Linked DNA regions of Mus musculus: regions 1, 2, 3, 4, 5 and 6 are each linked to region 7. Evidence: chromatin contacts called from public Hi-C, HiChIP or PLAC-seq and promoter capture Hi-C data. All regions are on one chromosome and are shown on one strand. Each heading gives the region's core, a stretch centred on a gene start, on an enhancer-like site or on the middle of the called end of the contact. The rest is flanking DNA. Distances are from core to core; before and after follow the strand shown.

Region 1 (3,112 bases), core at 555-3,054, 400 kb after region 7:
TGGAGTGTCATTGCAAGCAAACGACCTGGAGTCCTTAGGTTGAGTGGATCTGCCACTGTGAATCAAGGATAAAGATAGGCTATCCGCACAGAGCTGTTGGCAGTGCAGGCGTGACCATGAGGATGCCTGACACACAGCAGCCTTCAGCTGGGCAGGAAACACTGCTAAGCACTTGGAACAGTCTCTGTAGCCAGAGGGTTTGGGTTGGCGCCAGGTGGCACCACTTAACGCGCTGTGTGATTGACAGCAGCTTACTAGCCCTCTCTGTGCTTCTGCCACCCCATCAGTCAAACAGAGGTCACAACACTGCCTACCTCTAAACCCCTTGTGAGGAACACATGTGCACATGTGTGCACACACGTGTGTTTGAGCACACATATATGTATGTGCTGCTGTGCTGACAATAGCCGATAGCCACAGCCCAGACCCTAAAATCCTCTGCCATCTTTCGAGAACATTCTCTCTCCATAGTGGCACAGAGACTGGCCAGACCCCTAGGAAGTTCTCGTGTGGTTCCCATAGTATTGAGTCTGTCAGAACGGAAAGGCCGCTCTCAGCACCACACTGTCCTGCAGGGCATCCATGGCTACTGTCATGTGACAAAGACAAGTTCAGCAAGGACTCCAGTGATAGCCCAGAAAGGATGCATCTGCCAAGGAGTCAGGGGTCTACGTTACAGACAAAGCCACGGGGCTGGAGAGACGGTTCTGGGGCTAAAGGCACCGGCTACTCTTCCCCAGCACCTATAAAACAGCTCATAGCCATCCACAACTATAGCTCTAGGGAGTCTGATATCCTCTGCTGGCCTCTGTGGGCACTGCATACACACAGTACACATACATGCAGGCCAAAGACCCACCCACATAAAATAAAATAAAATAAAATAAAATAAAATAAAATAAAATAAAAATAAAAATAAAAATACCTGCCATGGTGATGTAGTCTGTAAAGCCAGTACTCAGAAGGCTAAGGGGGGAAACCATAAGTTTGAGATTGATCTGTGCAATATAGTGAGTTCGAGGGCAGCCTGGGCCCCTGGTGTGTACCCACAATCCCATGGGGGGGGGAGGGACTCTGAACTGATGGTGAGAAAGGAAGCCAAGTCCGTGGAGCGAGAGGATATAACTGCCCAGGCGTGTGTAGGAGTGGACTGTCAGTCTCCCAGAGAGCTCTGTGGAAGAGGTCTGCTTCTTCACTAACAGTACACACACACACACACACACACACACACACACACACACACACACAGAGTCCCTACTGACATCCTCCTCCTGGGATCCCATTGGCTGATCTCCAAGCTCCAGGGACATCTCTGTCCCGGCATCAGATCAGCCAGCCATGCTGTAGCAAACACACACACACCTGCCAGGACAGACCTTCTGTCCACTCTCCCTCCTAACTCCAGGGGGGGACGCACTCCACTGTGGCTTCCTCCTTCCCAGCACCACCCTCATAGAATTGGACTGATAAAGACCCTAAAACACAAGCACACTCCAGAAGGAAAGGTCTGAGACCAGCCACTCCTGAAACTCCCATCAAGGTGGGTGTCTTGGTCCCTCTGAGCCTCTTCTAGGGACCCAGGACCTCAGGAGAGAGGCAGCGATTGTCCCATACCACAGGCCTCGTTGCCTGCACCCCTGCCCCGACCTCCCGAGACAAAGGCTTCTTTCTCCTTGCTCCTCGGGGGTCACCACATTTTCCTCAGACCTGTGCTTGTTTTCTTTCTGCCTGGGCCCATCTTGGCTCGCCTTCCCCAGCACCAGCGTCCTCTGGAGACAAACACTGTATTGTTTCCATAGCCCTAACAAATGACTCGGTCCCTCAGCGCCCCCACCTCCTGCCACTAACTTGCTCACCCTCCCAGCCTTGCCCTGTCTGAAGTCTCCTTTATGCAAAGCATCCCTACCATGGATGAAGAACAGCAGTCTTATGACACTGTTGGGGGAGGGAGAAACACTTGTGCTGAAGTGTTTCTCCTCTCGTTCTTCTGGAAGGGCTGTCCAGGGACGGGAGGTGCCTGTGGCCCATTTAACCCAGCCCCTCCCTCTGGTTCACATACAGGTAAAACAGAATGACTTTCCGGTGAGTCTTCCAAAACACCTCTGACAGACTGGGTTACGCTTCTCATGGCCCCTCAAAAAAGTTCAAGTAGAATAGGGTCAAAGCCAAACAGCAGCTGATGCTCCTCCCCAACAAGCTGAGTCAGGGGGGCCCCAGATGTGTTTGAAGACTGTCCATACAACCTGCATGAGCTTCTACAACAAGGGCTTGCTCTCCTGGGCTCCTGGAAGGCAGGGCGCAACCGCACACAGGAACATTGAGCCAAAAATGAGACGCTCGTCACCCTGCCCAACACAGGTTGACTGTTCCAACTTGGTAGGGTTCAGGAGTCAGCAAAGAAATGCCCAGAGCCTCTATCCTGGCAGAGCGAGGGAAGGTAGTTTGAAATCAACACCCAGACACATAGACCTCCGACCTCTCATCTGGCTCTGACATTCATCAGCCACCTCCAAGGGCTGATGCAGTCACCAGGTCAGCGCCATGACACCTTCATACCCTCATTCCCTGGATAAGGCTGTACAGGACGATAGAGCGTCCATATCCTCACTGCTCTGCTGGAAGTACACCACCCTCCTCCCTGCAGAGACTGGGGACTTCAGAGCCAAGACAGATGGACCTGAAGCACAGAGGAACGCAAAAGAGACCAGAAGAGGATGAGCCCCTGCCTGCCTCCCGCATGTGATATCCCAAAACACACAGACCTGAGCAGAACGTGAGAACTCACGGCCAGTGTTCTGCCTGGGATATGAAGAGGCATGGCAAATCACTGTAGCTTAAAGTTTTCAATGCCTACTTTTAATTGGGGTTCTTAAACACTTTAACCTCCCTTCTTAGCCTACCACCCACCAGAGGGAGTGAAAAAGAAAGGATATGGGGGAAATGAGCCAGTTTAGAAATTGTTCTTTGGAGCAAAACATCCTTTCACCTATGTCTGCCTTCAAGAAAACGCTCCTTCTTGTGTTTGCCCCAGCAAAACACCGCCCGACACAGCTGACTCTCCAAAGGACCCTTAAGTTTCCACTTCAAGTCATCTACTCAGGGCAAAAGAAGT
Region 2 (3,267 bases), core at 675-3,174, 440 kb before region 7:
TCTGCTGTCTCAAAGACAAAAGCAAGGAAACAAACAAACAGGTATGAAACTGCTTGAACTTTTCTGTTGTTGAATGAGTGAAAAAAATTACAGGTCAAAATTCTGGCACTCAATGTGGAGGCTTTTGAGATATGACCAGTCTATTAGGATGGAGTTTTTATGAATGAAATTAGTCCCCATATAAAAAAGGACCTAAGACAACAGTGTGCTATGAGAGGCATATATATATATATATATATATATATATATATATATATATATATGCGCTTAACTGCTGAGCCATCTCTCCATCTTCCTCATATGTTAACCTTGATACCTGCCTCTCTACCCTGGCACCCTACTGCAAAAGTACAGCAACACCCTAACTTTGCATCTTTTTAGTAAATCTTTGCACTTAAGATGGGTCTGTGTGCTCTAACACTTCCATTTCAGGAATGGCCTGTTTTCACAAAGTAACTAAACACTTCAAGAAAATGCCTTCCCCATGCACAGGGCCTTCACAGGGCCTCCCGGGATGGCCACTAGAAAAGAGTTTTCAGGTAGATGATTCTGTTCCATCTGGGGCTTTCCATAACAGCTCTTCAAATCTATAGAATATGGTCTAAAAAACTGTGAACAAAGGCAGGTATTTGTGGAATGACAGAAACAGGAAGAAAGACCAAATTGGAGAGAGACATTAACTGTGTCCCCAGTGATGAGTGACTTCCAGAGGCCTAATCTGGGGTGACATCAAAGTGTCCCCATGTGCTTTTGAAGGAGACTGTTTCTACTGGCCCAGATATATTTTGAAATGTTAGACTTAAAGATAACAGCTATCCTCCCCCTCACTGGTGACGAATTACAACAAAAGGGAGAACAATTAAACAGCCTCGGAACTTGTGGTTTGCAGGGTTAGCAGGCAGGATTTCTTTCTGGGTGGCATTACTGCAGAATTCACAACGAAACAACAAAGGCTTGCAGAACCACGTGACTGGCCCATCAGGATGTTTGAAGTCAAGTTCAGTTAGAATGCAAAGCCATCTGAAGAGGGTGCTGTCTTTCTGGGACTTCAGTCTTTTTCTCTGATAAGCAACATTCCTCTGACCCACTTCTCTTTAGACGCGACTTTAACTGTAGGCAAGAACAGGTCAATACATGTCTTCACCAGTTAGTGGCTATTATGTTTGATTATTTGTACAAGTTAAAGACAGTCCTTTAGGCATTGCTAGAATGGTAAGATGGGACAGCTTGAAATGCTTTTCTGCTGGGCAGTTTGGTGGCTTATGAGCAGTTGATATCTGATGAAAAGCTTTCCAGGAAAATGTCAAAAGGAGACAATAACCATAGGAATCCCAGGAAGATGAGTATCTGGGGACAGAGACTTCTAAGCAGCATCCAAATGTGTTATCTTCACTCTCGTTGGTAACTTGAGCCCTCTTCAAAGCTCTTCTTAGTGGATAACCCCAGGAGAAACCATTATCGGAGAGGGGGAGTTAATTAGAGTGAGTTATTAGAATGGTCTGTCTCCTTTAAATGGACTGCAGCTGCTGAGTCACGGTGTAAACATGACATTGGGCCACTCTGCTTCTGTGGCTCCTTGGAATTGGATAGCCTGACTTTTAAAGTCTGATATCATAAGATGAAAAATTAAAATAAAATAAAATTATAACTCATAGCAAACACCAGAGTACAGTTTTCTCGTCCCATGCAGAGTCAGCATATAGGTGGCTGTGTGGTTAAATGTTAACATTTTGGTGCCTAACCCATGTTTTCAGTGTATTATTTATCAAAGGAAATATTCTCCTCCTCTAAAGTGGCCATTGTTCCTAGGCAAATGTTTTAGCCGCATGGATAATAACTATACTATTTGGAGTCACACTGCTCAGTGCCATCGCTGCAAAAAGGGAGATTTGGTCTGAAGGTCACAATATAATAAAACCATTTTTCCTCATTGCTGCTGAAAGAATTTTAAAGGGAGCAGGTGCAGGGCTTGAGAGGGAGGCTGAGGTGTATAAAGGACCTCCTCTTCGCTCCTTTGGCTTTTCTTTCCTCAAAACATTCTTTGACATATCACTATTAAACAGTTTGAAGATACATATATGCCTGGCCCTAGACAAACAAAGACACACTGATTATTTAAAAAAAAAAAAGACACAGACAGGTTATTAAAGAGAGAGAGAGAGAGAGAGAGAGAGAGAGAGAGAGAGAGAGAGCCGGGTTCTCTTTCCCTCTGCCTCTGTGTGCACACGTCTGGAAATGAAGAGTCATCCCAAGGTTAAAGAAGTAAAGAGTTGTCTGCTTGCCCTAGGCATCTCTGGCTGATGAACTGTATAAGCCCAGCTGCAGTTTTCCCAATGGCACCTTTCTTATCAGAACGTCACCATAAACACTCCCATGACTAAGTGCCCCAGCCTGCCCAGGCAACCTTCGTCTGGCACCAATCATTCCATAAAACGAGCCCATGAGGACTATAACAGGCCAGGTGTCTACGAGTTCCAATGCCCAAGCACCTGAAAGCCTGCAACCACCTCTCCATTCCAGTTTCCTGTCTCGGCTCAAGGACTGACAGTGAAAAGAACCTGAGGTACTACAGCTCAGTCCTGACCGAACTTGGGTTGGATGAAACATTCTTCCGTGAAACATTGCTGATTTCAGGGTAGTCAGCAAACGCTGTGGGTGGACAAAGAAGAATGAGCAGCTGAGGAAGTCTGAAAGTAACTCAGCAAATACCAGCGATGTACCTTGCAGAGCCAGGGAGCTCCTGGTCATCAACAAGATTGTTTGACTCCTAAATCTTTCTTTCTATTTAATGGCTAGGAAAGAGGCTGTTGGTACCCAGATCTACTCAGCTGTCTAAAAGGGTTTGATGATGTTGAAGGGAAAGTGACAGTTCCAGTCCAAAATATTTCCGGTTGGATTCATGATATGGCCTGGAATTTCAAGACACCAATATAGTTTGCAGAATCCAAAGCGTCTGCTGAGTGAAAAACTAGAGAAAGGGTTCTTACAGAGGCCGTGGTTATACACCGATGTGAAGGCAGTAAATATCACTGAATCATAACGCTTTAAAAATAACTAAATCTATGTTCTTACTCTCAAATTCTAGAGAAGGAATTTGCTGAGGAATTAAAACACAAATCTTTTGGGAACAATTATCAAATTAATTCTTTTCTCTCTCAAGTATTCCTGCCCCACACATGCATTTAATAACAACCAAGCACTGAAATGAAGGGCTTAGAAAAGTAGGATATATATATATATATACCCATACTCTTACATTCTCAATGG
Region 3 (3,315 bases), core at 706-3,205, 420 kb after region 7:
GAGAGTCATAAATGGGGATCGGAGGAGAGGCACATGAACAGGAAACAAAGTCACGAATACTGTGGATTGTACACCCTCAGCCTGACCCTAGAAGAGGCCCTTTGAAACCAGTCTCACTGACCAAGGACCCACAGACGATCTCTCCAGGACCCATTCTCCCCGTCCCCATACAACAAGAAACTACAGAAACGTGCACCTGGCAGAAAGCGTCCGGTCGCCACAATGCTAGATACACAGCGCTTCTTACTGGAGAACCGTCCAGAACCAGCCTGGGCATCCACAAGCACCTGGGTGGAACCAGGGGCAGCAGGACCCCAGTTTCTGCAGGACAGTCAAGACTCATAATACTTCATTTAAAACATTTTTTTTTCTTCCTATGCTGCCTAGCCTGCCCTCCTTGCGCAGGTGCTGACTGAGACCTCAGGGCTCCTGGGCACTCACCAAAGCCAGTCCCTGGCTGAATAGCTTCCTCTGTTGGAGGGAGTTCTGGGGTGGGAAATGGACCACCACACACACACACACACACACGTTCCAAAAGAACACCTCAGGACTGCTGACAGGGATCGGTGGGGGAGGGGAGAAGAAATCCATATCTGGAAATTGTCCCCAGGAAACCAGGACCAGGGGGAAAGTTCTGGAATTAAGGGTGAGAGCCCAGGAGGGAAAAGGAAACAGAGGAACCTGGTGTAATTTAGGGTGGGGAAGCTCTATCATTCATTCAACAAACACCTACTCTCAGACAACCTCGTGACAGGTACCAACCTCCCTACTACAACGCAATCACAAAAGGACAAGGAGGAGAGAGACCTATTATTGAGTACTGACTCCTATGATTTACAGTTATGTCTCAAGACCTAAGGCAAAAGTCTTCTTCATCATAAAAGTCACACCAAGAGGAGGAGGATGGTAGGTGCAAACACTGGACCAAATTCCTGCCCTGGTAAACTGTACTCACATGGTGGCCAATACCCATCTCTCCATCAACTCCACAGCAGCCCAGTCCTGAAAATAATGCAGTATCCACCAAGCGCTCCCACGGCTACCCAGCCCCCGTGGCCTCTTGCAAACACTGTGCCTCAGCAGCCCGCTGCGTGCAATGGGCAGCTTCCTGGAGAGGCATGGCTAGCAAAGCAAAGGGTCCCAAAGGACCAACCCTGCCAAAAGGCAAGTGCCAAGAAGGCAGGCGCTCTCTGTCCTGGCGCGGGGTAACCAATGGCTTATCCATGCCGCAGGACAGGACGATGAGCCCAGAACAGCCGCTGACTACAGAGATCTGAGCTAGTAGGGTCCACCTGAGGGTTGCTAAAATGATTTCCCGGACGTCAATCCTTAAACCTTCAAAAACCAACACAAGGCTAAAGAAGGGCAAATCAAATCCACAACTGCGCACTGCGGGGGGGAAACTTACCTCCAGGTGAAAGAGCGGCTGGGAGATGGAAAGACAACCCACGGATGATGGAGACCAGGTCGAGAGTCTTCTAAATCCAGTTGATAAGCACCAAGTAATCCACGTTAGGGGAACCCCAACCCTTTACCCCACTGTCCATCCAGCGCCCAAAGCCAAAGTGCGGCCACCACGCCGCGGCCCCGCGTGGGTAGCGCGGAGATTACGCGCTTCGCCTCCCAGGCGGCTGCCGCGCTATCTCCAGGAGCGGACCGGCGCCAAGAGCAGCGGGCGGAGGCCACCGAGGGCTCTGACCCGTGCATCCCGCCTCCTCGTACAGCTCTGCGCCTTTCTTCTATGAGCATCGCCAACGCAAACACACAATCCGCGCTAGGAGAAACCCCTATGGCGAATCCAGACTATCCTAATAGAAGCCTCGGGTTTGTAGTCGGGCAAGGATCCTGTGGTACAGGGAGGACGCTCGCCAGGCAGCAAAGCCCTGGAGGCGCAGAACCACAGCGTACAGCCCGAAACAGAAGAAGTGAACACTTTCTGCGCCACCACTGAGCTCTGCGAGCCGTTGGGCCATTCCAGCCTTTTTTATAGAGACGGGTTTGCGGGTGGGCACGGCCAGAGGGCGGAGTAAAGTGGTCGATTGGCCGAATGGTATCCTGGGAGTTGTAGTTTTGTCTTCTTACTCCTTCCGCTCATGGAGAATATTGGCAAAGGGTAGACTCACCACAGCTACCTCCCTTCGCAAACTTTGTAACGAAGAGATTCCATTCTGTTCTGGAATTTATCTCTTCTTCTAGAAGTTATCTCGTTGCCTTAGTTTCTTTTCCGTTGCTGTGATAAAATACTGTCAAAAGCAACTGACACTAAACAGCCACTTAATTTTTGACAAAGGAGACAAAGTCATACATTGGATTGCATATTTTCACCTTGTAAATAAATCAACTCAAGGCTGCATGAAAACAAAAAGCTGTGGAAAGCAAAGGAACCTGTAGAGTTAAGTGACAGCCCACAGAAGGGGGAAATCTGTGCCAGCTACAAGGGGTTACTATCTAGAATTTGCAAAGAAACGCAGACATTAAATACCAAAGAGGTAAAACTGCCAATCAAGAAACGGGCAGCTGAACTGAATTGACAGAGAGAGAGAGAGAGAGAGAGAGAGAGAGAGAGAGAGAGAGAGAGGAAAGCCAAGAGGAAAGGGAACTCAGATGGATAATAAAGGAAATGCAAAATAAAACTCTGATGAGATCTGTCCCACCCCAGTGAGAATTACTGTTGTCGACAAGTCTGTCAGGACACATTGGAGAAGCTGGGCAGAGGGAGTAGCCCTTACTCACTGTTGGTGGGAGGGGGAGTTAATTCAGCCAGTGTTCAGGTAGATCAGTTGGGAGATTTCTCGAAAAGTTGAAAATAGAGCTGCCCATATGACCCAAAATTTTACTCCTGGGTATATACCCAGAGAAGTCCATATCCTACCATAGAGTTTTTTGCACACACACACACATACACATACACACACACACATACACATACACACACACACATACACACACACATACACACACACACACACACACACACACACACACATACACACACACACACACACACACACACACACACACACACACACACGGTGTTTATTGATGCTTTATTTGCTACAGCAAAAAACCCAGCCTCAATCAAGATGTCAATCAGCAGATAAATGGATAATGAGAATCTGGTATGTATACAAAATGAAATACTATTCAGCTCTTAGGGAAAACTGAAATTTCAAAATTTTTGCAGGAAAATGGATGGGCTTAGAGTGGATAATATTAAGCAAGGTCATATAATCTCAGAAAGAAAAAGCCGTGCCATCTGCTTCATATGAGGAACCTAGCCAAAGCTCTGTGTATACACGTAAACAAGTACACGTG
Region 4 (3,311 bases), core at 335-2,834, 510 kb before region 7:
GATGTGTGCCACCTGCCTGGTTTATATACGGGTTAGGGATCAGAGCCAGGCTTTCTGTGTGCAAGACAAACATTCTCCCAGTTGAGCTACATCTCCGGGCCCAACTGATGTTTGTTTTAAGGTTCTTTTATTTTATACTACTGTAAGACCTGAAATTGAATGGGTACTTCCCCAATCCTAAGTTTATATTGCCAAGAATTTTGTCAAGGCTGAAAACTGCTCTGTGTTCCATCTGGGAATAAACATATTTACCTTCATCCCATTTTTTTTCCAGGAAAGATCATATTGGTCTCTTGGGGTGAGTATCACTTTTGTGGCTCAGTGTTAGCTTCACATTAGTTACCACTTGATACCCGAGAGGACAGGAGTGGCGTGACCACCTCTTCAGACAGCTAGTTGGCACCTCCCCTCTGTCAAAGAAGACCAGGGCCATTTCTCTACGGCCGAGCCTCCAGTGTAACAGGAACATCCAAAGATTTCTCTGCAATTATTCTTCTTTCCTGGAACATGGAAGCATATTGGGCAAATGCTGACATGAGAGGTAAGTTGTGAAATATGAAGAGGCTCTGGAAAGGGGTTAGTTCTAAGGTCTTCCCAATTTAAGTCATTGGGTTATCCAAATTCAGGGGGAAATGTATATTACATTTCACTTATAATCTTCATTTCCTGTCTGACCTGGAATGCACCTCAGTGTTCTTGCTAACCTGCCCCTGGAGAAACTTAATGTCCATTCCAGACCAAAAAGATGGAGGACTGTTGCATGTCTTAGCCTATAACTAGTAAGATGGTGGCTTTGCCTGACTAGGCAATGATTTCTGCAGTTTGATGGGACAGGAAGTGCAGCCCAGTCTCCGTGGAGAGGATGTAGGGATGAGTTCTCGGTCTGGGGGCATAATGGATCACATCCCAAGTTCACAGTATCCTAATCCCCTCCAACCCAATAGCTTTAAATGTTCAGTAAATTAGGCTCCGATGTGATTGGTCACTTCATAAGTGGCCTTCTTGGGGGAAATTTGCCAGGACAACTGTTGAGTGATGTCTCAATTTATGGCCCATGGGGACAAAGCATCTCTGGTAATGCCATTAAGTGGAGAAAGACGAGTGCAAATGTACCATTTTCTCCTCTCGGTGGTAACTTTTAAATGTTTTTAAAATATTTTCAGTCCCATCGTCACAGCATTACTGCCATCCGTGCAGGAAGAGGTGAGAGTGCCAGAGGAAGAAAAGGCAAACACTTGTGTGGACTTCCTCCAATTTCTCCACTTTCACCGTGCAAGATACTTTACTTTCCCCATTGCAATTGCATGGCAAAAAATAACAATCTGAACTCAGAATCTGGGTTTGTCAGTAAGGGCTGTTAAAGATTTAATTAAGACCTAATACAACTCCCTCAATGACTAATAACACTGACTGTCTGAACAGGTCACTAGGCAGAGCTACCAATGACAACTTAGAAAGCATTGACTTGACTGTTACCTCTGTTTTTATTGAAGGCCAAGAGCTTCTCCGCGGGGCACTCGAGGGCACAAAATAAGGAAGGCTGGGTGGTTTTCAAGAAATATTAAATTGTTAAGAGTAGGAGCGCGTGCCTCTTCTGACCCCTTTCCCTTCATCTTGGCTCTTGAGTCTATTCCTCACTAGTGCACTAGAACTAAGAAACAGGCCACAGCTCTGGAGAGGATGGGGGTGTCTAAAAATAGACTAGGCTGGCTCATTCAACAATATCCTAAAGGTTATGGGTTTTGTCACAGACAAAAACAAGCCTCTCATTTCCTCCCAGGTCAAAACAAAATGAATTTTGCCAAAGCATCTGCAGATTAATCGGAGAAGAGCGCTGGCTTCCTTGGACTCCACCCTGTCTAGACATTGCAATCCCAGAGTTCCTCTGGTCACTTTCCATCCTTGCTTAAGGAAGCCATAAATCACAAATGCCCCGTGCAGGCAATGCACATCTTAGGGATAGAAGGGCCCTGGCTTATGGCTTCCAAGGTCTTCAGTTCTAATAAAAGTGGATGTATCCTTCTTCTTCTTATCCCTTATATCAACCCTGCTTCTCTTTCCTCTGTGAGAAGCCATAAAGCCTGCCAGTGAATCTTACCATGTTTTGAATCTTAATTAATAGGGAAAGTGATGCAAATGTCTATATAAAGATCAAGCATTGCCATACCTACTTAATAGTAATAGTAAGTGGATTTGGTGGTGCTGGAAAAATCAAGCTTAGGGTCCTACTCATGCTGCCAAGCACTCTGACACTGAGCTAGCCCCCTGATACATATAATAATATTACTTTAAAACTGCATCAATTAAGTTTACCTCCTCAGTTTTAGTGTGGCTCTGAAGTCAGGATAGTTATACTTTGATAAACCTCAGAGAAAAATGTGTATCGACAATAAGTTCAAGAGGAATGGAATAGTTTATCTGTGTCTCTGGCCTGGCTCATCCCTTGGTATGGTATTCTAAAGGAGATATAAAGATACATTCACAGCCAGTATCTACTTTGTTTCATTGTGTATGTGATGTGAAGGGAACGGAGAGTTCACAGCTTAATTCACTTAGCACTCATATTTGTTAGTCATGAAAATACACAATCATTAACGTTGAACTGGGCTCATGACCTCACCAGAAACAAACACAAAGCATATCAGAGTAGAATTTACGTGTTCCTTGTTTGACTCAGTCTCCAGCAATAGCAACAGGTTTGTAACATGTACAATAAAATAAACAAAGAGGAATCAGAGCCTGACATAGACACCAGAAGCTTCCCTGAATAGAATGAAAGAAGAAATGGCACTTAGAGTCCAACCTGAGAGGGCTGAATGTGCGTCAAGGATAAGAATATATCCCACCTGCAAATATCATTCCAGGTCATCGCTGATCTTCGTTCTTGTTATACAGGTCTTATTTGTTTTGGATTATGCAAATAGGTATGTTTGTATATTTCTCATTAGAGCCTTAATTCTTGCATGTGATGGATGGGACATACATTGTTACCCTACATGCAACTGATGCAGATGATTGCTCCAAAATCTCACTGTCAGCATGAAGGTCATGTCTGGACGCTTAGGAGATAATTGACAGGTGGTTTTTTTTTTTTTTTCTTTTTCTTCTTTTTTTTCTATTGCTGTGACAAAAACACAATGACCAAGACAACTCATAGAAGAAAGAGTTTATTTGGGCTTATGGTTCTAGAGGGATAAGAATCTATCATACCGGCTAATTGTAGCAGCGGCAGGCATGAAGCCAAGAACAGGAAGCTGAGAGTTCACATTTTGAACAGAAAAACAGGAAGCAGAGAAAGTGACTGAGAAGTG
Region 5 (3,273 bases), core at 621-3,120, 390 kb before region 7:
GGTTTCGTCCTCTATCACTCCTCCTGGGGTCTCTCAATGAACCTGGGGTTCACTGACTAAGCAAAACTATTAGGCCAACAAGTCCTATGATGTCTTTTGCTTCTCTCTGCACCCAATGTTGGGACTCTATGGATGTGCCAATGTGCTAGGGTTTTTACATGGCTGCTGGGTAGTCCATCTAGGTCTTCATGCTTACACAGTAACCACTTTACAGACTGAGCCATGTCCTCAGTTCTCAACTGTAGCTTTTATAGCGCATAAAGAAGATAAAAACACATGGTCATCTGGAAGAATAGAGAACATACCATCTATACTGGCAGCCATTAAACTTGCTTCTGAGTACCCTATCCCACATACCGGACACAGAGGAGAGGTACCAAGTAATATGCTTTTTCAAACACACAGGGGTTAGACTACCCTATCTCCATCATTCATTCCTATCATGGATAAATAGTTCTTTGAGATTTGTACACATCTAATTTGTTTATTGTCTTCATGCATGTGGTTTTCATGGTAACTGACATGGGAGCAGAAGAGATTGTTGGATACTCAGAGCCTGCAAGTAAAGTGGCTGCTAACATGTGTAGGTGACTCTACACATAACACTGCTTCCGTTTCCTTAAAAATATGATAGCCTTACTAATAGTTGCAAATCATAGACCTTTAGTCATGCCATAATTATCTTAAATTTCTCAATCATGGGAATTTTCTGGAAGGGCCAGATACTTTGCTAGATATTATTACCCCTGAGGAAGATGAAAGACCCTGATTCTTTAGCAGGGATGGAGGTACCAGAAAGCAAACGTTGGTGCTACATAACTGCACTGGGATTGGCAGGATAAGTCCTGGTTACAACCAGCTCCTCTCAGCTTCATTTTAATGTTTAAGACACTTCATCTTTAGCCAGGCGTGGTGGCACAGGCCTTTAATCCCAGCACTTGGGAGGCAGAGGCAGGCAGATTTCTGAGTTTGAAGCCAGTCTAGTCTACAAAGTGAGTTCCAGGACAGCCAGGGCTATACAGAGAAACCCTGTCTCGAAAAACAAAAAAAACAAAAAAAACAAAAAACAAAAACAAAAAGGCACTCCATCTTTAAGAGATGTTTGTAAAAACGTATCCATATGCTGTTTTTTGAAAAGAGGGCAGGGATATGAAACTAGATCCATTAAAGCTTTCCTTCAACATTTGGTGTGGCATGTCACTATTTGGAAGAGTGGTTCATCTTCTAAATGCCCAACGACTCTGGACTTCGTTAAGTTCTAGGATACAGACTTTGGAAGAGAGACTGCATACAGCATCTTGATTGGGAAGCCCTGGGGACCAATATCTTTGAAAGAATCCAAGGAGTTGAAGAAACAAGTGGGGATTTGTGTTAAAAATCAGGAAACTTAGTAAACAGCCCAGCTGGTCCCAAAGAAAACTCTAGAGCATAGAAGGTTCTTCAGAGCAGTCAGGTCCTTATTCTGCACAGTTTGTGTTTTAATGGATGTGGGATGCCCTTCATGACCTTGACCAAGACAGCTGTCTTCTCTGGGTGACTTCAATCATGATTCATGAGCAATGTAAAACAACTATAAAATACAATGGCCTGAAAGTAGCATCTGGGATGCCAACAACACAGCATCCCCTCCTAAGATTAACTATCAATTATAATCTTCCTTGTCTTTGTGCATCTGATCTTATCATTCTATATTTCAATAAGAAAAGAAATAATCTTGGTCTTCCAACCATCTCTTTAATAACTAAGAGGCACCAGACATTAAAGACCTGTGATTTAGCAGTGAGTTTGTGCACAGTTTCAATGCACAATAGGGGCAGAGGGGGGGGAGTTAACATATTTTAGCACCAAGATGTCAAGTTTCATTAGGGTTAGGTGTTCCAGGAGGAGAGTGAAAGGAACTAAACCAGAGAAACACTAACAAAGTCTCATATTACCATGCTCTTTAAGTGAACTGACCATACGTTGGTAGTTTACATTGAAAAATAAGGAAATGTGCATTTTGCACATCTCAGTGAGTCGGCGCTCTCATCCACTGAGCCTTCTCATCAATCATTTAGTGGTCAGACAAGCTCACAAGCAAGGAGAGCATCCAGGGTCACTACTGTAACTATGGCTGAATTTCCAGTGTTGCATATGAGCCTTTAAATGAGCACTTTTCCCTAATGCTGGGCAACATGCCTCATCACTTGGCCACTAAATGGCCTGTTTCTCAAGTTTTCAACTGAGGATAGTCTCACTTAAGTCAACTGTCAACAGAGGCTTTGTTTGACCTAAGAAAAAGTGAGACTGCTATGTATGTTCTGATATTTGTATATGGATAGAGCCCAATGTTTTCCAGAGCTAAGGGGCTGCCTGTCCTTGATAACATGGAAGATTTTTCTAAGTAAACTGCCAAGTATGGATGGGTCTCAGACTCATCTGAATATTCTGTGTCAACAGAGGCACTTCCTGATACAAGTGATTGTCGTTCTGGTAAATGGTAAATGTTTATTAAGCCTTGAACCCTACACCTAAGTCATTATAGCCCCGAAAGAGCACAGACATCAGTGGATATAATTGTCTTTGACAACAAACTCCAATGCCATGTTCATATAAACTATATATAGAAATTATTAAGGGATATTGTAAAAGAAAACAGCCCAGTAGTTCTTCATACTCAAATGCAATTGACATATGATGTCATGTGGTTTTATCCATGTTGGTATATGCCAGTATACGTTCAAATTTTAATCTCCCTAGATGCGTTCTGCAATAAGATACCAAGAGGCCTGGTTCTTTCCAATCCTTTCCCAGCGACCCCAGTATTTCTCCAGTCTTTTTTATTTTCATTACACACAGTAGTCCAGAGTCTAACTTGCAAGTGGCAAATCGAATTCTCTTTTCTGCTTTATACTGAGTATCTCACCATAGACCTTCCATTGAAGCTAGCATGTTTTTGGAATGAGCAAAGCCTACGGGTGCATGTTGGGTTGTGTGATGGCACAGAGGTGTAGAGACTGTCACATCTTCTTTGGGAGCAGAGGAGGAACTCTGTCCTTCTTCATGCGCATCTGAAGCAACTTCAACTGCAGGCCAAGTAGGTCTTGCTTTTCTCTGCTTCCTTGTACTCATTTGGAATCTCCCATTTTTGAAAAAGAACTGAGGTGGTCAAATATGCGCAACACTTTTGGTAGGAACCTATTTCTCTCTAGGTGTGCTAGGTTTGCCTGTATTTCATTTTAAGTAACCCAGTTGAAACTGGAATTCACGATCACCCTACTTCAGCCTCTCCAG
Region 6 (3,462 bases), core at 684-3,183, 510 kb after region 7:
ACAGGTGAATAGAGATACAAAGTAGAAACAAAATAAGGTCCATTTCTGAGGGTGACCACGACTCAGCCTTGAAAAGAAAGGAGATCGGCACGGGCTACCTTATGAATGAGTCTCAGGAAGATTATGCTAAGTGACGGGTTCAGATGCAATGGGACAAATTCTTACAGGCATCTCTAAGGCAGTCGACTGGGTAGACAGAGAAGGCAGAAAGCTTGGGTGCCGGGAAGGAGGGGGGAGCTGGTGTTAAATGGGCACAGGGTGTAGCTTGGACAAGACAGCAAGTTCTCAAAATGGGTGGTCATGTCAGCCGTCCAGCGTGTGGTGGTAGCTCACATAAAACGACTGTGGAAGTGAGTGTCCTGTCAGGTATATTTTACTATGAATAAAAGCTAAAGTGACCATGCACACCACAGGCGCGCGTGCACAGCATCACAAGCTGAGGGAACTACCACAGAGGGAAGAAGAAAAGTCATTTTCTTGCCGTTGGAACAGGGCACTTGCACGTCGCTCCGCACTGGATCCTGCACTCCCGACCTTTGGACACACCCCAGCCATCCACCTCAGCTGACTTCCCGAGCTTTGCAGAGGCCGTGTGCTCAGATACAGAAGATCTGGGAGAACTCGCCCCTGCAGAAGGGCAGAGGGCGCAGAGGCTGGGCTCCGTGAGCCCCTCTTTGCCTGCCTTCCTTCTGGAAACCTGGCTCTCACCCTATGTGGTATACCAGGAGCTCATGGGAACAGCTGAGGCCGCCCCCCTCCCCCCGACCCTGACGTGCTATGCACCACGTCAGGGCTAGAGCCTGGATTTGGGGACTTGGAGAAGGACAGGGTAGCCCCTCCCCCTCCCCCACATTCACACTGTAGTCTCTTCCAATATGGATATACCTTCTTTACAGCCTCATTTATCTGTAGGCAGGCGGGGGTCTCATTTATTCCAGCATGGCCTCAGGCTTATCTGAGGTTCAGGAAGACCTTGCATGTGCCACCATGACCAGTTGGTGACATGCTGGGAATCGAACCCAAGGCTTGGAGCAGGCTGCATTAGGGCTCTACCGACTGAGCCATATTCACGGCCACATCTTGTTGGGTTACGGTGTTGTATTGTTTCTTAAAATCACCCTTGCCGGTGTGCTGGCACAAGCCTGTGACTTCAGCACTCTTGAGCGATAGAGACAAGAGTGTCTCGGGTTTGGAGCCAGGCAGGGCTGCACAGTGAAGTCCTATCACAAAGAGGTTGAGGAGACATCGGAGCTAGGCAGAGCGCCGGCCTAGCACCACAACCCAAAGCCTTCTTAGGAGTGCGCCCATCTTCACAGGCAGGATGTGGGCCTCACTCCCCAGAGGCCAGGCCTTCTTAGTCTCCTTGAGGACAACAAGATCCAGCTAAGGCAGCCCGGCTGCCAGAACTGCCTGCAAAGTCTCCACTGGGAAGTCCCAAGCACAGCTGTGTGGCCCGGGCTGGCTACCAGGGCTAAGGGTTTTGTGGGAAATATTCTGAGAAGATTTGGGGCTGGATGGGGGTGGAGTCAGGGGCTCCCTGGTCACGTGGGTCCAGAGTGCCCTTTGCCCCCCAGACCTGGGCTGCAGATACTAGTTGGGATTTGAACACAGGTTTGTGGGTTGAGGTGTTCAGAACTTAGTCCTGCTGACCCCTATTGACTGAAAACTCCAGCTGCAGCCTTGGTTCTTCTGAGCGCCTGTCCAGGCCTGAGGGACCTCTGTCTCCCCTCCCGCAGGCCCGTGGTCATGGCTGCCAAAGCAGGCAGCAGGCCGTGCAGATGGTCTGGGCAAGGGTCTCCACAGGGCTCTGGGTTCTGGGTGGAATTAAAAGCCAATAACCTCTCGGTAGGAATCAGGATGATGAAAGGAACTTCGTCCTTTAAGGACAGACAGGAGGCAAGTGACTGAAGTTGCAAAGAATGCTGTGGTTGAACTTTTTTTTTTTTCTTTCTTCTGTTATTTGTTTTCTGGCACAATCTGTCTCTGTGACTGGGCTGAGGGCTGTGTCCCTGCGACAAAGGCCTCTTTCTTATGACAATTTAATAGCTCCAACACGGGACAGCCCTGACTCTCCCATGGGCCCCACTCTGAAGGTTGCTGAAGGAGGTAGAACACCGGCTGCTTTGCTGCCGTCTGGTTCAAACTGAACTGAGGGAGATCTGGAGGAGAAGGACTGGCCTCCCAAATTTTAACCTCCTCCTCCTCTTCCTCCTCCTTCTCCTCCTCCTCCTCCTCCTCTTCCTCCTCCTCCTCTTCCTCCTCCTCTTCTTCCTCCTCCACCTCCTCTTCCTCCTCCTCCTCCTCCTCCTTCTCCTCCTCCTCCTCCTCTTCCTCCTCCTCCTCCTCCACCTCCTCCTCCTCCTCCTCCTCCTTCTCCTCCTCCTCCTCCTCCTCCTCCTCCTAGCAAAACTGCCAAAGGTCAAGGGGAGCTGATGCGTGGCCGTGGATGGGACATGGATTACGACGTGAATTCCAGGCTCTGTAGTAGGAAGTGGTTTAGAAAGCTAAGCAAGGACCAGGTCAGGGAGGCCTGAGCTGCTGCCTGGGCAGACTCTCCCCGTGAGTTCCTTGGGGCTATTGGAGCAGAGACTTCTCAGGGTTCCTGTGGCCAAAAGTCCATAGTCAAGGTGTCAGCGGGGCCAGGCTCTTCGGTAGCTCTAGGGAGGATCCTTCCTGCCTGTTCCAGCTCCGGGTGGCACCTGAACATTCCGGGAAGGCTTTTATTTGTATCTGTATCAGCTCAAACTCTGTCACACTGTCACAGGGGTGTCTTCCCCCCAGTGTGCCTGTATCGCTACAAACCCCCATTGTGTCTCTCTAACCTCCTCAATCCTCCCCACCCCGCTTATCTCATAAGCATTCCCAGTCATAGAGGACTTGGGACCCATTCTAGTCCAATAAGTCCAATAACTGAATGAGGCAGGGCCCACTGCCATGGAAGAACCTCCGCAGCGCTGGCAGTTAAGACATCACCCCCACCCCCAATCACCTCCATTCTGGAACTTTCTAGGACAAGTGACCCCTGCTCTGTATCTCTGTCTTTCTCAGTGACCTTGCCCATCTGTCCACCTCTCCCACTAGGTGGGTCCAGGCAAGCAGTTCACGACTTAGGTGCCACCAGATCATCTTGGTCCCACCTCTCTGGGGTGTCCCTTCCCTTGCTCCCACTCCCTTCCTCCCTTTCTCTATCCTTCCCTTCCTCCTTTCACCTCCTCTTCCTCCCTCTGTTCTGTATATTCTTCCTTACCCACCACTCAGGGGAGCCATTAAGGGCTATGGTTCTCACCATAGCGGCAAGCACCTATAGACACACTCAAAGCCTTCCTCAACATTAGCATCTGCTTCCTGTAGGACTGGCCGCGTAGACTGATTCTCACTGACGTGATTTTTGTACATTGTTGTCTCCCGGCCTCCCCAGGGAGATAGAAGATGCTCTTGACAGTTGAGCCGGGATTTCAACAG
Region 7 (3,190 bases), core at 241-2,740:
CTTAGCAAATTAGAGGGGAGGAACCTGTCTTTGATATGATACAGGCCGATTCGCTTTATCAATAATTTAGTAAGTTCAAAGCGAAGCTTTGCAAGAATCAGAAAGGGGATGTTTAAATGAAATTGTTTATCTTTTTTTTTTTTTTACACCGTTGTGAGTTTGTTTGTGGTTCCGAGGGCATGTCGCCCGGTGGCAACTAAGATTTTTATTCGTTCCAGAAAAGATAATTCCTCCCTTAGCCAACCTTGCTCTAAGAGTTTGAGTAAACACGCAGCTTCGGCTCCAAGCACTCTTAAAGTGCAACGGACACCTAAGTGGCCTCCCCCAGAACGCCCACCTGTGTGCAGGTCTAAGAGGACGCAACTAAAGTCCAGACGCCTAGAGCTTCGCCCTCTTAGGTATCTGGTAAAAGGAAGGCCCAAGCAAGGGAGCCACAGGGCTCCGCCAAAGTGGCCCGTTTTGTCTGGAGTCTCCAGTCCAAGTCAAGGGCCTTCTCGGCCTCACCGCCCGGCCCTGCCACCTTTGCAAACTTCGCCCTCAACCCCGGAGTAGTTTTGCAAACTCCAGTGGCGAGCCTGACGGTGTTTGTGACTCAGTCAGGAGGCAAGAAGCAGAACTCTAAAGTAATAATCCTGACTACGAGGGGCGTCAGAGTACTGGAGGGGCCGGGAAAGGACTTGTCAGTTCAAGGTCGGCGTGGCCCACGGGACCGGCCGCAAGAGCCGGGGACTGCGCGGTCCCTGCCGCCAGCCTTTGCCTGGTGCTCGGCTTTGGTTTTCATTGATTCCCCACTGCGGGAGCGCAGCAGAAGCTCCAGTCACCACACCAGCTTCGTTGAACCAGAGCGCGTTAATCTATTTATATGGATTATTACAGAGAACAGCGGGCGTTGAGTCACCCAAACATTTGCTTCCAAAAGACCATTTCTAAGCACTTTTTTTGGAAGCCGGCAGACTCCAGGCGCAGAAGCCCAGCTCCGCTTTGACGAGCAGCTGTTGCAATTTCCATTGCTGTAAACGCCAGCGAAGTCCCGGGTACCACGGAGACAGCATCGAAAAGTGGGGGTGGGGGGTTGTGGAGGGTCCTAGTCTAGACACGCTCGCGTGCACGCGCACACACACACACACACACACACATACACACACACACACACACACACACACACACACACACATCGGTTCACACGGAGACCGTTCCAAAACTGTGACATTCCGAGAGTAGAGAGCAAACTTACACACTCGGACGTCCCGGGTCCCCCGCTTGCCCCGCGCCCCCCTCCAAGTCCCCTCACCCCACCATCCACCCTCTGGCTGAGCTCCCCTCCCTTCTCCTCCCCTCCTGTCTCGTCACCCAACCCGGAGCCACAATCCTCCCCAGCCCCCCTTCCAAAATCCGGTCCAATCAGCGACTTGCCAACACTGATGACTCAAGAGCTAGCCGTGATTGGCCCGAGGTATCTAACGTGAAGGAGGAGTATTTATTAGAGACCCTGAGCTGGAAGTCGGAGAGCCGAGAGCGCTGCTCGGAACTGCCTGGAAACTTCTGTGGGAGCGACAACTTTACCAGTTTCAGTCCAGGAACTTTTCTTTGCAAGAGAGACGAGGTGCAAGTGGCCCCGGTTTCGTTCTCTGTTTTCCCTCCCTCCTCCTCCGCTCCGACTCGCCTTCCCCGGGTTTAGAGCCGGCAGCTGAGACCCGCCACCCAGCGCCTCTGCTAAGTGCCCGCCGCCGCAGCCCGGTGACGCGCCAACCTCCCCGGGAGCCGTTCGCTCGGCGTCCGCGTCCGGGCAGCTGAGGGAAGAGGAGCCCCAGCCGCCGCGGCTTCTCGCCTTTCCCGGCCACCCGCCCCCTGCCCCGGGCTCGCGTATGAATCTCCTGGACCCCTTCATGAAGATGACCGACGAGCAGGAGAAGGGCCTGTCTGGCGCCCCCAGCCCCACCATGTCGGAGGACTCGGCTGGTTCGCCCTGTCCCTCGGGCTCCGGCTCGGACACGGAGAACACCCGGCCCCAGGAGAACACCTTCCCCAAGGGCGAGCCGGATCTGAAGAAGGAGAGCGAGGAAGATAAGTTCCCCGTGTGCATCCGCGAGGCGGTCAGCCAGGTGCTGAAGGGCTACGACTGGACGCTGGTGCCCATGCCCGTGCGCGTCAACGGCTCCAGCAAGAACAAGCCACACGTCAAGCGACCCATGAACGCCTTCATGGTGTGGGCGCAGGCTGCGCGCAGGAAGCTGGCAGACCAGTACCCGCATCTGCACAACGCGGAGCTCAGCAAGACTCTGGGCAAGCTCTGGAGGTGAGCGCGCGGGCCGCCAGGGAGGGCTCGGTGGCTAGGGGGGACGCGGGCTGCACTCACCGACCCCGCCCCGCCTCCCTGAGCCGCGGAGTTGTGCATCCTGGGGTCTTTGGTCCAGGATGCAGGGCGGCCGGGGGCGGGGGGAGGGAGTGGCTCAGATTTTGAGAAAGTTCTTGGGATTGCTCTTGGTTATGGCGGGGGGGGGGGGAATGGGGGCGTGAATATGACTGCTTTTAGGAAGGTAGAAAGGAGTGAGGGGGTGTGCCAGCCTGGTCCCTCTGGAAAGGAACAATTAGAGGAAGCAAGCCCACCTTCCTTAGGCCAACTGCGCTCATTCCTGGGGAGATGGAGTGAAGGGAAAGTGTAACTGAGACTAGAGGAGACCCAGGCAAGAATTGGGCAAAGCTACTGAGAACCGGCAGGGGCATGGATCAACAGAGCGAGCTTCTTGCAATTTAAATGGGTTTTCGGAAAGTTTTTACTGCGTGTTGGGAGGGGTGGACCGCTCCGGTAGCAAAGGCGTTTAGAGCAGCCTCAGCAGGGAGCTATTTCCATCTTCAGGGTTTCCAAAATAGGAGGCCAGGGGAGGGGGCGGGGCGAAGAGTGACCGCTCAGGTCGACTCTGAGCACTTTTTTAAAAAGAAAAAGAAAGGAAAAAAAAAGTTCTGAGTCTCAGAGAGGGATGGAAAGCAGACTGGAGGGAGGGGGTAGTGCGCGAAGGAGGGGTGGGGACCTGACAGCTCCCGGGGTTTCATTGACCCCCTCCCTCTTTTCTTCTGCCCCCCCCCCCCAGGCTGCTGAACGAGAGCGAGAAGAGACCCTTCGTGGAGGAGGCGGAGCGGCTGCGCGTGCAGCACAAGAAAGACCACCCCGATTACAAGTACCAGCCCCGGC

The links. Promoter capture Hi-C pulls out the DNA fragments that hold promoters and counts their contacts. A called contact is a pair of places that touch in the nucleus more often than the background predicts. HiChIP or PLAC-seq counts read pairs in DNA pulled down with a chosen protein or histone mark.
Region 1: a contact with region 7 is called in an H3K27ac HiChIP or PLAC-seq map of oligodendrocyte precursor cells, with 6 times the contacts expected there. The contact joins the enhancer-like site here to the promoter of Sox9 in region 7. A contact is called at or near these places in 6 of 39 promoter capture datasets (the C10 cell line, embryonic stem cells, hippocampal neurons and 2 more), 1 of 15 datasets of contacts at CTCF or cohesin (embryonic stem cells), 8 of 484 Hi-C or Micro-C datasets (cerebellum, embryonic stem cells, muscle stem cells and 1 more) and 13 of 115 datasets of contacts at active chromatin or transcription factors (bone marrow-derived macrophages, craniofacial prominence, embryonic basal ganglia and 10 more).
Region 2: a contact with region 7 is called in a Hi-C map of Sertoli cells, with 4 times the contacts expected there. The contact joins the enhancer-like site here to the promoter of Sox9 in region 7. A contact is called at or near these places in 11 of 39 promoter capture datasets (the 3T3-L1 cell line, cranial neural crest, embryonic stem cells and 6 more), 6 of 484 Hi-C or Micro-C datasets (the C2C12 cell line, the N1E-115 cell line, Sertoli cells and 3 more), 5 of 115 datasets of contacts at active chromatin or transcription factors (craniofacial prominence, embryonic basal ganglia, embryonic forebrain and 2 more) and 1 of 9 other capture datasets (liver).
Region 3: a FOXA1 HiChIP or PLAC-seq map of pancreatic cancer cells shows a contact between it and region 7. The contact joins the promoter of 2610035D17Rik here to the promoter of Sox9 in region 7. A contact is called at or near these places in 1 of 39 promoter capture datasets (the C10 cell line), 1 of 484 Hi-C or Micro-C datasets (muscle stem cells), 7 of 115 datasets of contacts at active chromatin or transcription factors (astrocytes, embryonic basal ganglia, embryonic midbrain and 4 more) and 1 of 9 other capture datasets (adipose tissue).
Region 4: a contact with region 7 is called in a Hi-C map of the N1E-115 cell line, with 19 times the contacts expected there. The contact joins the enhancer-like site here to the promoter of Sox9 in region 7. A contact is called at or near these places in 6 of 39 promoter capture datasets (the 3T3-L1 cell line, cranial neural crest, frontonasal cranial neural crest and 2 more), 3 of 484 Hi-C or Micro-C datasets (the AML12 cell line, the N1E-115 cell line and Sertoli cells) and 6 of 115 datasets of contacts at active chromatin or transcription factors (craniofacial prominence, embryonic basal ganglia, embryonic limb bud and 3 more).
Region 5: a promoter capture Hi-C map of second pharyngeal arch cranial neural crest shows a contact between it and region 7, with 6 times the contacts expected there. The contact joins the enhancer-like site here to the promoter of Sox9 in region 7. A contact is called at or near these places in 8 of 39 promoter capture datasets (the 3T3-L1 cell line, embryonic stem cells, frontonasal cranial neural crest and 4 more), 2 of 484 Hi-C or Micro-C datasets (neural progenitor cells and palatal mesenchyme), 3 of 115 datasets of contacts at active chromatin or transcription factors (craniofacial prominence, embryonic basal ganglia and embryonic limb bud) and 1 of 9 other capture datasets (embryonic stem cells).
Region 6: a FOXA1 HiChIP or PLAC-seq map of pancreatic cancer cells shows a contact between it and region 7. The contact joins the enhancer-like site here to the promoter of Sox9 in region 7. A contact is called at or near these places in 1 of 39 promoter capture datasets (hippocampal neurons), 4 of 484 Hi-C or Micro-C datasets (Sertoli cells, cerebellum, myocytes and 1 more) and 3 of 115 datasets of contacts at active chromatin or transcription factors (embryonic forebrain, pancreatic cancer cells and stem cell-derived neural progenitor cells).

The regions. Positions count from the first base shown.
Region 1 is chr11:113,182,492-113,185,603 of GRCm38.p6, forward strand. The region is part of intron 1 of 2610035D17Rik (RIKEN cDNA 2610035D17 gene); the gene reads right to left. Among named protein-coding and RNA genes, the nearest start is that of 2610035D17Rik, 18 kb to the right of the region's middle. RefSeq lists an enhancer at 1-3,112. Within about 2 kb of position 1,805, at least 29 of the 459 cell types and tissues checked have an H3K27ac peak or open chromatin away from gene starts, as enhancers often do. A contact at or near this core is called in neural stem cells, oligodendrocyte precursor cells and stem cell-derived neural progenitor cells, where this site is marked.
Region 2 is chr11:112,344,362-112,347,628 of GRCm38.p6, forward strand. No RefSeq gene overlaps it. Among named protein-coding and RNA genes, the nearest start is that of Gm39461, 190 kb to the left of the region's middle. Within about 2 kb of position 1,925, at least 19 of the 459 cell types and tissues checked have an H3K27ac peak or open chromatin away from gene starts, as enhancers often do. A contact at or near this core is called in the N1E-115 cell line and Sertoli cells, where this site is marked.
Region 3 is chr11:113,199,883-113,203,197 of GRCm38.p6, forward strand. It overlaps 2610035D17Rik (RIKEN cDNA 2610035D17 gene), which reads right to left and starts at 1,956. Exons shown (of 3, transcript NR_015556.2): 1 at 1,409-1,956.
Region 4 is chr11:112,271,692-112,275,002 of GRCm38.p6, forward strand. No RefSeq gene overlaps it. Among named protein-coding and RNA genes, the nearest start is that of Gm39461, 120 kb to the left of the region's middle. Within about 2 kb of position 1,585, at least 1 of the 459 cell types and tissues checked has an H3K27ac peak or open chromatin away from gene starts, as enhancers often do. A contact at or near this core is called in the N1E-115 cell line, where this site is marked.
Region 5 is chr11:112,387,636-112,390,908 of GRCm38.p6, forward strand. No RefSeq gene overlaps it. Among named protein-coding and RNA genes, the nearest start is that of Gm39461, 230 kb to the left of the region's middle. Within about 2 kb of position 1,871, at least 2 of the 459 cell types and tissues checked have an H3K27ac peak or open chromatin away from gene starts, as enhancers often do. A contact at or near this core is called in second pharyngeal arch cranial neural crest, where this site is marked.
Region 6 is chr11:113,290,553-113,294,014 of GRCm38.p6, forward strand. The region is part of intron 7 of Slc39a11 (solute carrier family 39 (metal ion transporter), member 11); the gene reads right to left. Among named protein-coding and RNA genes, the nearest start is that of Gm51927, 17 kb to the right of the region's middle. Within about 2 kb of position 1,934, at least 102 of the 459 cell types and tissues checked have an H3K27ac peak or open chromatin away from gene starts, as enhancers often do. A contact at or near this core is called in Sertoli cells, cerebellum, pancreatic cancer cells and 1 more, where this site is marked.
Region 7 is chr11:112,780,720-112,783,909 of GRCm38.p6, forward strand. It overlaps Sox9 (SRY (sex determining region Y)-box 9), which reads left to right and starts at 1,491. Exons shown (of 3, transcript NM_011448.4): 1 at 1,491-2,296; 2 at 3,090-3,190. The coding sequence starts at 1,866. RefSeq lists an enhancer at 1-320, a cis regulatory region at 1,097-1,111 and a promoter at 1,313-1,820.